Regions from separate parts of the Mus musculus genome. Here regions 2 and 3 are each linked to region 1. The links are chromatin contacts, called in public HiChIP or PLAC-seq maps. All regions are on one chromosome and are shown on one strand. Each heading gives the region's core, a stretch centred on a gene start, on an enhancer-like site or on the middle of the called end of the contact. The rest is flanking DNA. Distances are from core to core; before and after follow the strand shown.

What was found. HiChIP or PLAC-seq counts read pairs in DNA pulled down with a chosen protein or histone mark.
Region 2: a contact with region 1 is called in a RAD21 HiChIP or PLAC-seq map of pro-B cells, with 7 times the contacts expected there. The contact joins two enhancer-like sites. A contact is called at or near these places in 2 of 15 datasets of contacts at CTCF or cohesin (large pre-B cells and pro-B cells) and 1 of 115 datasets of contacts at active chromatin or transcription factors (large pre-B cells).
Region 3: a contact with region 1 is called in a RAD21 HiChIP or PLAC-seq map of pro-B cells, with 3 times the contacts expected there. The contact joins two enhancer-like sites. A contact is called at or near these places in 2 of 15 datasets of contacts at CTCF or cohesin (large pre-B cells and pro-B cells), 1 of 484 Hi-C or Micro-C datasets (cortical neurons) and 1 of 115 datasets of contacts at active chromatin or transcription factors (large pre-B cells).

What each region holds. Positions count from the first base shown.
Region 1 is chr6:68,200,145-68,203,136 of GRCm38.p6, forward strand. It overlaps Igk. Among named protein-coding and RNA genes, the nearest start is that of Gm25833, 330 kb to the right of the region's middle. Within about 2 kb of position 1,502, at least 3 of the 459 cell types and tissues checked have an H3K27ac peak or open chromatin away from gene starts, as enhancers often do. A contact at or near this core is called in pro-B cells, where this site is marked.
Region 2 is chr6:68,667,175-68,670,166 of GRCm38.p6, forward strand. It overlaps Igk. Among named protein-coding and RNA genes, the nearest start is that of Gm25833, 140 kb to the left of the region's middle. Within about 2 kb of position 1,512, at least 3 of the 459 cell types and tissues checked have an H3K27ac peak or open chromatin away from gene starts, as enhancers often do. A contact at or near this core is called in pro-B cells, where this site is marked.
Region 3 is chr6:68,596,631-68,599,622 of GRCm38.p6, forward strand. It overlaps Igk. Among named protein-coding and RNA genes, the nearest start is that of Gm25833, 65 kb to the left of the region's middle. Within about 2 kb of position 1,596, at least 8 of the 459 cell types and tissues checked have an H3K27ac peak or open chromatin away from gene starts, as enhancers often do. A contact at or near this core is called in pro-B cells, where this site is marked.

The DNA.
Region 1 (2,992 bases), core at 252-2,751:
GCATATGTAGCAGAAGATGACCTAGTCGGCCATCACTGGGAAGAGAGGCCCCTTGGTGTTGCATACTTTACATGCCCCAATACAGGGGAATGTCAGGGCCAAGAAGCAAGAGTGGGTGGGTAGGGCAGCAGGGCAGAGGGAAGGTATAAGGAACAACTACAACAACAAAACAAACAAACAAAATCAACAGAAGAAGAAGAGGAAGAAGAAGAAGAAGAAGAAGAAGAAGAAGAAGAAGAAGAAGAAGAAGAAGAAGGAAAGAAAGAAAGAAAGAAAGAAAGAAAGAAAGAAAGAAAGAAAGAAAGAAAGAAGAGAAAACAAGCTGTGCACTCATGTATGTATCAAGTACACTATGAAGAAGACTGCTAACTTTAGCATTTCACTAATGCTTGACTACTATGTTTAGATTAGTGTTTCCGGTAATATATGAAACTCAAACATGATTGTACTGGGACAGGAAGATCAGTACATTTTGACTGAAATTGTCATGTGCAGATGCGGTTTCAGGTGCAAGCATACAGGGCCCCTCACCTCACTCAGCTGGAATAATTCAGAAACAGTTTAAACTGCAATTCTAGTTTGGAAACATATAGACCAAAAGGACATGAAATCCATTTTTTATTCCACCTTACATTGTCCTTAATCTCATAGGATATTTACACAATTTTATGCTATTTTCAAAACAAGCTTTATATTTGGATGACTCAAAGTAATACAGCAGACAAAGTCCTATACTTCAAGGGTATGTTTAGTATGACATAATCTGACTTAATAACAATATAAATAATCATAAAGTCATTTTATTTTATGCTAATTGACTTAAATCTTAAATTTTTATTTGAATGATATATTTTCCCAGTGTTCATTGATTTTTGCCTTTTAATGAAGTTTGGCAAGAAACAAAAACCTGACATTTCCAATAGACATAGAAATTGCAAGGATTTATAGAGATTTTTCTTGGCGCTGCACTTTTACTCATAGCTAGTCCTATTTCTCATAGTATGAAATAGGAAAATATTTTAACCTTTCAGATTTAGTGTTTTGTGGACACACAATTATTTGTAAACATTTATACTCGGTTGTCAATTCCCTATGATATGATTTTAATTGGTTCAAATGAATTTTTCTTTATTATTTTCTGAAAGTTGGTATGGTCAATAGAAATCAATTTACAATTTATAATTGTAAATGCATCCTTGCCACTGAGTAGTGGCAACAATCTCCACCTCAAAGCAACATTAAATTGTAATATAGCACATATAATGAAGTTCAAGAGATGTTCAACAGTATTTTATTAAATACCTTTATATTAGATGATCCTGTCCCACTTTATATGAATGTAATTTTCTGAGACCCTTTCAGCTTAGGTTGTTTGATATAATATATTTGTCCAATGACGTTTTGGCTCATAATAATGATGAATTAAATTATTTTACTTGATGTATCCCCATTGCAATATAGTATCTGTGAAACATTACCCATCTCTCCAGCAGGGGGTAGTACAATCACACATTTATCTAGTCAAGGTAGCCATGCTTAGTCCTGAGACCTACTATAACAATGAGAATAATAGAAAGAGGCACCCAGTCTCTTGATCTACCAAGCCTCCACAATGTTTTCATGCATTTGCCCACTACTATTAAACTGCCCTGAGCACATTTATTTGACAGAGACTTTGAGAGCTGACGACCCAGAAAATTCAATATCTTCAGAGAGAGCAGACCGGCTTCTCAAGGATACTCCCATTTATAACAGAAAACTTCGGCTCAGGAGGATCAGAAGTCCAAGCCCCTCCTAAATATCAGCATGAGGCACAATGATAGATTTGTGATTGGTACTACAAAATGTATATTTATGTTTCTTTCTGATTTAGAAAGGGGGGTTTCTGCATGTGACATCTGTGGTAATATTCCTGAAAATAATTGAGTTACAGTTCCACATCACACACTGACATTCTTTTTTTTTTTTTTTGAGATGTTTTTGGGCCCAGAATTATTTAATTAGACTCAGATGGATTAGTTAACCCTTAGCTGAGCAGCTATCAGGACAATGGTATGGCAAATCTGGGACCTCAGGTTTTCCTATGTACATTCCAGTAATCTTCAGCTGAGCTTTATGGTGGGAATAAAAATCCCATATACTGTAGTACTTGTCATCCATGTAGACATCCATGTCTAATCTGATTTCCATTCTACACAGGTTTATCTGGTGCAATTCAAATAAAGACTGAATGTATGTGTTGGAAGTACTATATTATCTATTTCACTAACATTTCCAACTATTTTTAATACATCGTCATTAAAATCTACTCCAGCAGAATCAGTTCCCTCAGTGATGGGAGCCTCTAATTCACCATTCTTTCCACAGTGGGCAAGAAGTGCATCAATTAAGTTACATACCTGCCTAATATTTTCTAACTTCTTAGTAGGAAAAATTGGGTTGCATATATGTGTGTTCTTTACATATTCATGTGTGATAGATTATAGAACTTTCCTTAATGGTGCCTTTTATTCACAGGAAGATATAGTTTTGATTTAGTTCACTTGCTCTTGCTGAGCACAATACAATTTAAATTTAAATATCGTCTGGGCTCCACTTGGACAAAGACTCAACTCTGTACTTATTTTATCTCTCTATTGGGAGAAGCAGTAATGCATGTCTTCCTAGTCAAATTTCACCTTTCAACTGCCAATACCTGTTACAATAGGGACAAGAGATATTTATAGTTTCTGATCACTGTTATCCATCATAACACTGCCCCCTTCTGTGAGAGTGATCTTCGTGCATCATTTCATACTCAGATTTAGTCGGTGGAGACTAGAGGTCCTGAAAATTCTCCGTGTTGCAGATGGAGAAAAGCAAATTCTGGGAGTCTGGCCCTTCACAATGATCTTTCCTGGTGAGGTATATCCGCTCTCATGCCTGCTCTCTCTTCCTTTCATTGAGTAGAGTCAATCATAGAGCTTATGCAGCTGCTTCATGCATCCCTAAT
Region 2 (2,992 bases), core at 262-2,761, 470 kb after region 1:
AGAGGAGAAATCTGACTCAGAAAAGAAAGTAAAAAAATATCATAAACTTAACTAGCCTACCATGCCTCATTTAAATATAATTCATTCCACAATACCCTGCCACTAGGCTTCAGGTTTTAATTGCCTATGCCAGTAGATTTTAACCCTCAAAATGAGCAAGAAAGTTTTTAGGACTTTTTAAAAGTTATCAAAAAGCATTTAATGTTGTTAGAGAGCTACAATATCTGGCATTTAAAAACCATAAGTTTTTGAAGTTACACCTATGTCTTTCCATGTGTCTGGTTCAACCCATTCCAGGCTGGGAGGCCCCCACAGTAATCTATATTCTTTCAGAATCTTGTTATTCAGCTTTCTTTCTTTGAAAAGACACAGTTAATTCATTTTAAAGACAAGTATATTTACCTGCATGGATATGTAATAACGTGTATAAGTGGTATCCAAAGAGGTCTGAATAATACACAGATGCCCTAGAAGTAGAATTATAGATGGTTATAATCTACTCAGGTGAGTTCTGGGAATTAAACATAAGTTCTCAGCATGAGTAGATAAAGGTCTTAACAGCACAGTCATCTTTCTAGCTATTTCTAAATCTTTTCTACAATTTCCAGTGCTTTCTCCTTTTTCCTTCTAGGGTTAATTACTCCTGGTCATTAATAATGTCACACTTCAGAAACTCTCTCTCTCTCTCTCTCTCTCTCTCTCTCTCTCTCTCTCTCTCTCTCTGGTTCGTTTTTATGTTATTTTATTAGATATATTATTTATTTATATTTCAAATGTTATCCTGAAAGGTCCCTATATCGCCCCCCAGCCCTGTTCCCCTACCCACCCACTCCCACTTCTTGACCCTTGTGTTCCCCTGTACTGGGGCATATAAAGTTTGCAAGACCTAGGGGCCTCTCTTCCCAATGATGGCTGAGTAGGCCATCTTCTGCTACATATGCAGCTAGAGACACGAGCTCTGGGGGGTACTGGTTAGTTCACATTGTTGTTCCACCTATAGGGTTGCATACCCCTTTAGCTCCTTGGGTATTTTCTCTAGCTCCTCCATTGGGGGCCCTGTGTTCCATCCAATAGCTGACTGTGAGCATCCACTTCTGTATTTGCCAGGCTCTGGCATAGCCTCATAGGAGATAGCTATATCTGCCCCTGAAAATCCTCTTAACATATTTTGGCCCACTAACAATGTATATAAAATTGAAAATAATAGCACGTCTTTTGGTGCATACTTCTTTAGTTTTCAAGGGATCCTTGATCCCTTGCTATGGTGTTCTCATCGTTATATTAATTTTATTTTAATTAGCAAATCCTCTAGGCTATCAATCTTGGAATTTGTCAAGTAATTTTTCTTCATGTACTGCCAAACTTTCCTTCAGAAAGGGAAAGGGGACAGTTTCTGTGGAGAGCCGCAATAACATTTGCCGTCACAAGATGGCGCCAGATTCCGCTGTGCCAGCTCGGCCTTTGGAGACAAACTGTGCACATGTGCAGGAGTAATGCGGGCCAAAGTCACAAGCCCACCCCCAGGGCCTATGAGATCGTGGGTAAGCAACCAGTCAGGCATGGACACGCCACACCAGGGGGTATTTAAGCAGCGCCTTTCTGAGGCTTCTTTGTCTTCCTCATCAATATGCAATAAAGTTTGGCTGCAGAAGGATCCTTGTGTCCCTTGTGCGTTCTTGCTAGCGAGAACAATAGCTCGGGACAAGTTTCTTCTGTCTTATATACTATCACTCAAGTTTTGTTTTTTAATTCTAACCATTTTGCCAATGTTTACACGATTTATGTAAATGAAAAGAGACTACTGTTACATTGGTGCATAAGAGAATGATTTCCTCAAACAATTCCCTGACAATTTTGTTTATATGATTGTTGAAGGCATTTCTATAACAGATTGCTTCATAACATGAGACTTTTTATAAATAATTATTATTTTGATGAATGTAAGGTAACATAATAGGGATGTTTTGGTATATATAATTTGATAAGTATAATTTACCATATTAAAAACTAAAAGAAAAAAAGCTTACATAAACATCTCAGTAAATGTACTAAGTAAGATCTTTCGCAAAATTCCAACAATCTTTCATGATACAAGTCCTAGTGATATTACGAACACAACGGACATATGTCAACCCAATAAAGATAGATTTCAACAAGCTTAGAGCCAACATCAGGAGAAACTCAAAGGAATTCAACTAAAATCAGGAACAGGACAAGATTGTATTCTATCTCCAAGTCTATTTAATACAGTACTTGAAATGTTTTAGAGAGCAATAAGAGAACTTAAGAAGAACAAATATACAAATTGGACAGAAGTCTAAGTATCTTTACTAAGTATATATATATATATATATATATATATATATATATATATATATATATATATCTCCACTGGAAAAGAGAGTAAATAAAAACTTTCAGCAAAGTATCTGGCTACAAAATTTTATTACAACAGTTTTACCCCTATACACAAATGACTGAGAAAGAAATAAAGGAAACAACAGTGTTTAGAATAGCCTCAAATAATATAAAATATCTTGGGGTAACTTTAACCAAGGAAGTAAAAGAAATATAATGTAAAATTAAAAATCTTTTATACTTTAAAGAAAGAAATTCTTAATGATTTCCAAAGATAGAATGATCCCCTATCCTCTTGGATCAGTAGGACTAATATATTTAAAATGGAGATCCTACTAATATCAATCTGTAGATTCCATGACTTCTTTATCAAATTTCAATACAACTCTTTACAAATCTTTAAAAAAAAACCCTATCTTTAACTTCGTATAGAAACACACACACACACACACACACACACACACACACACACACACACCCCAGGATGCCTAAAATGATCTCTGATTATAAACTTACTTCTGGAAATAACATTATCTTGTACCACAGAGCTATAGTAATAAAAAGTAAAATATTCATGCAAAAACAAAAGTATTGATTATCGAAATAAAATTGAAGAACTAGAAAAAATTTACAG
Region 3 (2,992 bases), core at 346-2,845, 400 kb after region 1:
CAGAACTGAAAAGGGTCTCATGTCAATGCTGTGTCATAACTGCAACTGATTCTTTTCAGAGTGTGACCAACCATAAAGAACTGCGGTGGCTACAGAATGGGCTCTGCGACATGTAAATCACCAGTGGATTGTAAGGAATGGTTACAGCTGTAAAGCTGGCTTACCTCAATAACTCAGCCTGGACCAGCATGTGCAGTTATCCTAGGCTAGAACTGTGATGCACATTTTTCTGCAAAAGGAATTGAGTAGTAACTGGTGTTTTAACTAAATGCAGATTCGGATTCAATACATGCTTTTCTTCATAGTGTCCCATTTAGAACAGGATCACCTACCATGACAATCTCAGAAGTACAAAATACTCGCAGGCTCTTTTCATTGGTGTTTGACAGAATTATTGATGGCTGTTTACCTTCTTTGCTCCATTTTCTGTAATACTTGGTATAGAGCAGAAGTACAATAACAACAAACACAATGGGGGGCAGCATTTCTCTAGTTCAGTGGAAAATAGACAGGGGTTCCCAAACTGTGTTTTTCCTATTTTGTATTCTTGTTGTTGTGTTTATTAAAAAAAAAAAAAAAAAGTAAGAGGAGGATATGTTTGGTAGAGCCGGGTATGGTGAGGTGGGAGGGGTGCCATGGTGGACCCATGATGACACATCTATTTTCTCTGAAGTACCAGACATACAGTGGGTATATTATAAAATAGAGTTTATTCAGGGAATAGGGAAGGGAGTTGAGAGGGGAGGAGAGAGGAGAGAGAGAGAGAGAGAGAGAGAGAGAGAGAGAGAGAGAGAGAGAGAGAGAGAGAGAAGAGAGAGAGAAAGAGAGAGGGGGCTGGTCAGGAGCACATGAAGACAGAGGTGGGAGGGGGAAGTGGGGGGAGGGGAGAAAGGGGTCAGGGAGAGAAGGGGCAGAGAATGTAAAAGAGAGATAGTAGGGGGCAAACAACCCCTTTTATAGTAAGCTAGGCATACCTGGCTATTGCCAGGTAAATATGGGCTGGAGCCTAGAAGGAATGCTAACACTTCTGACTTAGATCCCTGTCCTAATTTCACTTTCCCTGAATGATAATCTTCTTCCTCTGCTGTTGTTCTTTTTCTATTTCCAGACAAAAGAAATCCTAGATACTTTGCTCCCAGGTCTGGAACCAATATTTGATCTATTTACTGCTTCCTAACATAACTTTGCCAGTCTCCCCTTTCACTCTCTCATACCAATTCTCATTCAATTGTTCCTCTTACCCAACTTCACTTCATTATGTGCTCTGCAAGATTTCTGGTCTTTGTATGACCCCATATATATCACAAAGAATTTCAATATCTTACCCAGGGAGGTAAGAGACTCTAAATACTCAATGAGGTGGGGGGTGACCTCAGCCAAAATGTGCAACACTGGGTTGAGGGAACATGAAGAGTCTGCCTCCAGTAGATAGACAGGACCTAAAGTGAAGGGATATGTTTACTAACCCACAGTAAAAATTTCTGACCCAGAACTGTTCTTGACTAAAAGAACTGCTGGGACAAAAATAGAGAGGAGACTGAAGGAAATGCAGTCCAATGACCTGCCCAACTTGAGAACCATCCCATGGGAGGACACCCAGGCCTGACACAATTAATGATGCTAAGATGTGCTTACAGATTGAGCCTAGCATGACTGTCCCCTGAGAGACCCAACAAGCAGCTGACTGAAACAGAAACAGACACTCACACCCAACCATTAAACTGAAGTCAGGGCCCCCTATTGTTGAATTAGGGGAAGGATTGAAGAAGCTGAAGGGGAGAGTGATCCCATAGGAAGACCAGCAGTCTCAACTTACCCAGATCCCAAGAAGCTCAGAGACTAAGCGAGAGATGAGGAGCGTATAAGGGCTGTTCTGAGACACAAATATAGTAGTGGTCTGTCTGATCAGGTCTCAGAGGGAGAAGATATGCTTAATCCTTGAAAGACTTGAGGCCCCAGGGAAGGGGAAGGCCTGGTGGGATGGGGCACCTTCAATGGACTAGAGGAGTGGGATGAGGAACTGTGTGAGGGGGAATCTGGAGGGCAGTGAAAGGAATTTTAATACATAGAACAATAGTTGTAAAAAGAAGATAAGAACAAAAGGTTAGCAAAAGTCTGTGAAATAGTGAGTTCTAGGCATGATTATTGTACTTATAAATACATTGCTGTGTCTATCTATAAAAGATCTGCATACACTTAGTTATATCAGTATTTCTTTATGCATATGGGCATAGCTACTTAGTCCCTATGGTTCACTGACAGACTAACCAGTTAATGGCTGCTGGGAAATAAATTTTCATTCTCTACAGCCTTGTAGACACTAATGATCTGCTATGTTTCAGGGAAAAAATCTACAACTCATGTTGAGGCAAGCAAATATAAATTAACTTACTGAGTTAAAAAGAAAAGAAAGGAAAAAAAAGAGAAAAAGAAAAAGTAACTACAGATGGAGGAGGATTGTTGGAACAAAAATATATATATATATATTTACCAGAAAACTTGGAAATAAGGAAATGAGGAAAATCAATTGCTCTCTTAAAACAAACAAGTAAACAAAAGGTAATTTAATCTGAAAAGATATATACATCAAATCCTTTAAAATTAACAACAGTGAAGGAGAAAAAAAGAAATGTATTGTTATTTAAAAAACAGTTAGGAAAAAGGGAAAAAATCCATGAAACAAGCAGATGTGTTGCTCACTGATGTGTATGCAATTGGGATGAAACATAGAGTCAAAATAGGTAGTATAGCTGGATGGAAAAAAAAATAGAATCACTGGATTGTCACAAAAGAAGCATTTCATGAGAGAAGACATAGTCTGAAAACTAGGGAGTCAGTGAAGATACTTCATGGATGTAGCAAAAAAAGGGGGCGAGTAGGATATGAAATATATTAATAAAATGGAATTTAAGTCAAACGCATAAAATGTAGCATATGAAATAAGTGTATATAATAAGAGAGACATTTCACAATGGAATATATCTCAGTTTAT